Linked DNA regions of Sus scrofa: region 1 is linked to region 2. The links are chromatin contacts, called in public Hi-C maps. All regions are on one chromosome and are shown on one strand. Each heading gives the region's core, a stretch centred on a gene start, on an enhancer-like site or on the middle of the called end of the contact. The rest is flanking DNA. Distances are from core to core; before and after follow the strand shown.

Region 1 (2,700 bases), core at 31-2,530, 280 kb after region 2:
TAGGTAAACTGGGCAAGGCTAATGGGAAAAAGAACTGGTATCTGGACCCCACATTGGTACCCCTGTCTTTAAGAGATAAAAACCTCCATAGAACAATAGAAAGGGGGACTCTTCCTCCCCTTCCCAGTGTCTGTGCTGGGAGCTGTTTGCTTTCCTGTAATAAAGACTTTTGATTGCTTGCTTGCTGCCTGTGTGTTCGTGAAGTTCATTCTTTAGCTCTGTGAACAAGAACCTGGATTCCGGTAACATCTTTCTGGTAACATGCTGAAATATAACCCTTCTTTTGTGAAAGTATACTATTTTTGTTCACTTTTCTGTCATCTCATCTGCCAAGTATGTAAGCTCCATGAGCACAGAGGCCATAACCACCTTGCTCACTGCTGAATTCTAAGAACTGTGCCTGGCATAGAGTAGTGTGTATGGTCAGGCCACTCAAGATGGTTGTCCTCTTACTCTCTATACATCCCCTGCCGACCAGTGCCTGCTTCATCCACACCCACTCACAGGACTGAACTTCCTACATACTCTCCCCAGGCTCCAGCTGGTGATTGTTCTTATCAAAGGCACAGTGAGGGGCGTGCCCCTCGGCCAGTTTCCCTGGTAACTAATGATCCAATCTGTGGTAATTTTCCCTATAACTGGCAATCTCCCTTCCCTCTAGGAGTGAAGTTGGCTGGCCACATCACCACACACGGTGGGGTGTCGCTCCAGGACCTTGCTTCAAATGGGTAAGCTCCCCCATCCATTAAACCATTGATATCTCTGTTGCTGACTCTCAGCTCTGCATTCTGTCCTGAAGCTTGGCAAGCACCGGGCTTGTAAGCCTGTGGGGTGCAGCCCAACTAGTAGGCATGCAAATAAGTAATTGTTGCAGGAATGTACAGATTAGTATGTGAAGTGGAAAAGTAAACAGAAAAAAATAACTCAGTGGGTTTGGGGGGTTTGGAAAGTCTTCCCGGAGATGTCAAGGTCATTTACTTCAGCCCCAAAGGTTAACTGGGGTATAAAATCCTCACCAGCTTTCTCAACTTTAGTGCTTTGGCACCACCTGTTCTCACTCAAACAGGTGCTCAGAGATACAAAGCTCTCCAACTCCCCACTAGGAGGAGTCACACCTTCCGACCCATAAACCCTCCCCCTGTCTTCTCTATTTCTTCCTCCCTTCCGTCCCCTCCCCGCCCGGTTCCGGAAGCTTTTGAATCGCAGTGCTCCTGGGAATAGTAGTCTTCCGGTCTGAGCCTATAACATTTGATCCATTTCCAGAACTACGCTTCCCAGACAGCCTTGCGGCAGAGGGCGGCTGTGTCACCTGACCAGGACCTTGGCGCGGCAATGGCGGCGCCCATGCTACGCTGGTGCTGTCCTGGAAGGCGTTGGGCTTTCCCTCGGATTGGCGACTGTTCTCGCCACGAGAAACGGTTTCCAGCTGGGTCCACGGCCAGCGGGAAAAGGGGACAGAGCTCAGTGGCTCAGCAGCCCCTCATCACGGCCCAGAAGCCAAGGAAAGGGTATATATACTATTTCATACCTTTACTGCACACTTAAGTGTGAGGTGGAACTGCGAGGCTAGGAAAATGATGCCCACTACAGTCCAGTCTTCACTCGAGACGTTTTGGTCGGCGGGAGGGTGTTGGGCTGTAAGTTGCAGCCCTGAAAGCTAAGTGGGAGCTCGATGCTGGTTCTCTATCAGCCCCGCCCCACACAGAAACCACAGTCTTAAGACACACGGGCATTTTGGGGTAGTTCGCGAGTGTAAAATAGGGTTTTCTTGAATCGAGGGCTGCACAAGACTGAAGAGTGGACTCAGTCACCTTAACTAATAGCAGCAGTGGCTATTAGCAGGGTCCGTAGCAGTAGAAGTGGGATCTTAGTTAGCTGACACTAATTTAGCGCTACTATGGGCCAGCAGTGTTCTAAAGGTTAAAAGAAGCTTTTGCCTGCAAACTCTGAATGGCGGTGGCTTAATGTTATTGGCCAGAAATCACCACCTATTTGTGGAGATGTTTTATGTTGAACATGTGTGTTTAGACCTAGTAGGATGCAGCCAATACAAGAGATCTTCCTTCTTTTTCAGTATTCTCTGAACCGCTGTTTATATTTGACTATTTAAGACCTAAATAGGTTCTTTTTAACTACAGAAAAAGACATGTGTCTGATACTCAGTTTTTCCTGAGATTAAGTTGCTTTTTTTTTTTTTTTTGCTTTTATGTTGGAACAGAGGGAAAATGTCCGGACACATTGTTTCTATTCTTTTCATAAATGAGATTGTCTCACAGTGAATGGAAAGTATTTTTTTCTCTCCTATAATGAAACTGCAAAAATACATTGAATAAGGTTTTTGTGAATGCAGAATTTGAGAAGTTCTTTAATTCTTCTCAGTTACAAGTTGTGCTTCCAGTCTTTAAAAAGAAGGAATTCATCAATACTATAGATGTGGAATCTCATGTGTTGCAATAATTGAAATAAAACTAAATGCATGTTGACAAAAATTAAGATAATATAGAAAATTTCTGGGGGAAGAGCAGGATAGGAAGAGACAGAATAGGGAGTATGTGTGCACCAAGCCATCTACATATTGTGCAGGATACATGGGTTTCAGAGGGACTAAGCACACTTACAGGAACCTGGAGAGACCTGTCTGGAATGTTCATACAGACCCAACAGAGTAAGAGTGGCCAGAGGAGATGATTGTAGCATTTA
Region 2 (2,700 bases), core at 180-2,679:
ACTTTAGAGGGAAATAGGACCTGCATGGATGCCATCTTTTGCATTTCAGGGGCTCCTGCTCATTGTCTGGTGGGGCAGGAGGGCAATATTCTTCTAAGCCAAGCCCTGTTTTCATTCCTCTGCTGGAGAAGGCAGATCCATGACAGACGCATGAAGTCCACTGCTCAGACCTTTCTATGGAACCGCAATATGTCCTGCTTCATATTTCCGGAATTATTTGCAACAGGCAGCTGTGCTGGGTCAGAATCCCAGAGGTGCTCTGGGATTCCAGACAGGGTGGGGGCCGCCACCCTGCTCGCTCTGGCTGGGAATAATACAATTCACGAATGTGGAGCATCTAGGGAATTCGGGGGCTAAAAAGAGAAGCTCCTGGCTGGAAGTGGCTAAGATTCCTGGACCTCCATGGTGTCAGGGAACAGTTTCAGGGATGTTTGGCTGTGGTTGTGGAGCTAATAAAACAGCAGCCATGTATCAACAGCTACAGTGCTCCAGGCACTATAGCCAGGGTCTTTCAGAGACCTTGTATTCATCCACCGCATCCGTTCTGACAGCACTGAATCCTCTCAACAACCCTGAGAAGCAGGCAACCAGTATCCCAAACGAGTAAATGGAGGCTCAGGGATGATCACTAACTCAAGTTTTCACAGCTTTTGTTTCATTTGGCTGTGCCCATGGCCTGCAGAATTTCCTGGGCCAGGGATGGAACCTGAGAAACAGCAGTAACCAGAACAACAAGCAGTGACAATGTCAGGTCCTTAACCCACTGAGCCACCAGGGAACTCCCAGGTTTTCACAATTTTAGGCCCAAGTCAGGATGCAAACCCAAGCTATTAGACCAGAATGTTCTTATTTTGAACAACAACAGTGTATTGCCTCTGAGGAATTTATTCTGCAGCTAATGAATACATCTGACATACTTCTCTCCACCTCATACCCTACCCACCAAATGTTTGGGCAATTAAAATAGTTGAGTTCACTTATAAGTGGAATGGCAACACAGCAATTGGGCTTGTCCCAGTTACATGAATTAATTCTGTCTCAGGGTTCTGATGGCAGGCAGCATAAACCAAAGAGCGCAGAATCCCAAGATGAAATTATATCATTAAAGCCCTTGGCAGCTTAGCTATTATTTTATGTAAAATATATGCATGGCTTCTGAGAATTCCTCTCCACCAGCAGTCAAGATGAAAAAATATATATATATGTATATGTGTATATATATATATACACATATATATATACATACACCCACACACACTAATAGGATTCTATACTATCATGCTGGTCTTTACAGGACATTCTTGATAGGAATGCTGCCTGTTTGGCATCTGGAAAAGTAAACAGAGTTTCAAATTCCAACCCTCTATTGTGAACAGTAATAACCCTGCTGCATGGCCATGCAAATTAAGGAACTCTGAAACCCCAAACCTCCAATCACAACACCGCACACCCACATTCCAAACACGCCTCTCTCGCCCATGAGAGCCTGGCTCAGGCCACGGAATCTTTTCAGAGCCAGCATCAAAGGCTGCTTGAGGCTCAGTATTTGGGACATCTCATTGCAGCCGCAGTCCCAACATGGATTGAGGTCAGTGAGGGCAAATAACTAAATAGTTTTCTCCAAAACGCCATAGTTGGAATTCCCGGGCCTGGCCTGGGATCTCTGGGGGGCCCCCTCCCCTGCTGCCTGACCAAGTCCCCCGGGGCCCCAGGGCCTGGCGGGTCCCCGAAGCCTCCCACCTGCCGCCCACAGTACTGCCCAGCCCAGGCAGAAAAGAACCTTCCTCCCGCAGCGCGGACGAAGCTCGAGACACGCCCTGGCTATCTATAGAAAATCCCGCTGCGGGTTCTGCTGACGAGTCACTCGAGATCCCTCCTAGGGCTTTATTATGTCACAGGAACCCAGAATGGAATGCGGAGGATTAAATTCCAAGTCCTTCCCGGTCGGCGGCGGGGCCTGGAGGGAGGGCTGCTCCCGGCCATCTGGGCTCTCGGGTGCCCCCTACTGAATGTCACTGTCCTCCGGCTCCGACGCGGTCAGCCGCAGGTGCCAGTGCTCCAGGCCTCCCAAAGCCGTGGGGGCCGCTGCAGGCAGCTCGGCTCTTTGAGCTCCTGCAGCATCCAAGGACATGGAGGGGACCCTCGGAGCCCTCCATGGAGATCTTGGTGGGTCGTTACCCCTTCTAAGCCTCACTTTCCTCACCAGAGGAACCCCTGAGATATAAGATTGGGAATATCACGCACAGAGGGGGAAGTTGGGGAGCGGATGCCCCAGAGATGGTGACATCCATCTGAGCAAGCCCTGGTCTGGGGGTTTGCAGATCCCCTGGCAGTCACAGTTCCGTGCATCTGGACTGATGCCAGAGCAAGGAAATACTTCATGTGTGGGCTAATTCTCTCTGTCACTTTTTTTTTTTTTTTTTTTTTTTTTTTTTTTTTTTTTTTTTGGTCTTTTTAGAGCTGCACCCTGGGCACATGGCAGTTCCCAGGCTAGGGGTCAAATGGGAGCTACAGCTGCCGGCTTCCACCACAACCACAGCAGTGCCAGATCCAAGGCACGTCTGTGACCTACACCACAGCTCACAGCAACGCCAGATCCTTAACCCACTGAGCGAGGCCAGGGATCAAACCCTCATCCACATGGATACTAGTCAGATTTGTTTCTGCTGTGTCACCACGGGAGCTCCTGGACTAATTCGC

Evidence for each region. A called contact is a pair of places that touch in the nucleus more often than the background predicts.
Region 1: a contact with region 2 is called in a Hi-C map of embryonic fibroblasts, with 2.1 times the contacts expected there. The contact joins two enhancer-like sites. A contact is called at or near these places in 3 of 47 Hi-C or Micro-C datasets (embryonic fibroblasts, fetal heart ventricle and heart right ventricle) and 1 of 2 datasets of contacts at active chromatin or transcription factors (alveolar macrophages).

The regions. Positions count from the first base shown.
Region 1 is chr8:77,236,656-77,239,355 of Sscrofa11.1, forward strand. GATB (glutamyl-tRNA(Gln) amidotransferase subunit B, mitochondrial) reads left to right here. Exons shown (of 15, transcript XM_021101518.1): 2 at 662-728; 3 at 1,264-1,508. The coding sequence starts at 1,333. Among named protein-coding and RNA genes, the nearest start is that of GATB, 16 kb to the left of the region's middle. Within about 2 kb of position 1,281, at least 52 of the 83 cell types and tissues checked have an H3K27ac peak or open chromatin away from gene starts, as enhancers often do. A contact at or near this core is called in embryonic fibroblasts, where this site is marked.
Region 2 is chr8:76,955,497-76,958,196 of Sscrofa11.1, forward strand. No RefSeq gene overlaps it. Among named protein-coding and RNA genes, the nearest start is that of GATB, 270 kb to the right of the region's middle. Within about 2 kb of position 1,430, at least 63 of the 83 cell types and tissues checked have an H3K27ac peak or open chromatin away from gene starts, as enhancers often do. A contact at or near this core is called in embryonic fibroblasts, where this site is marked.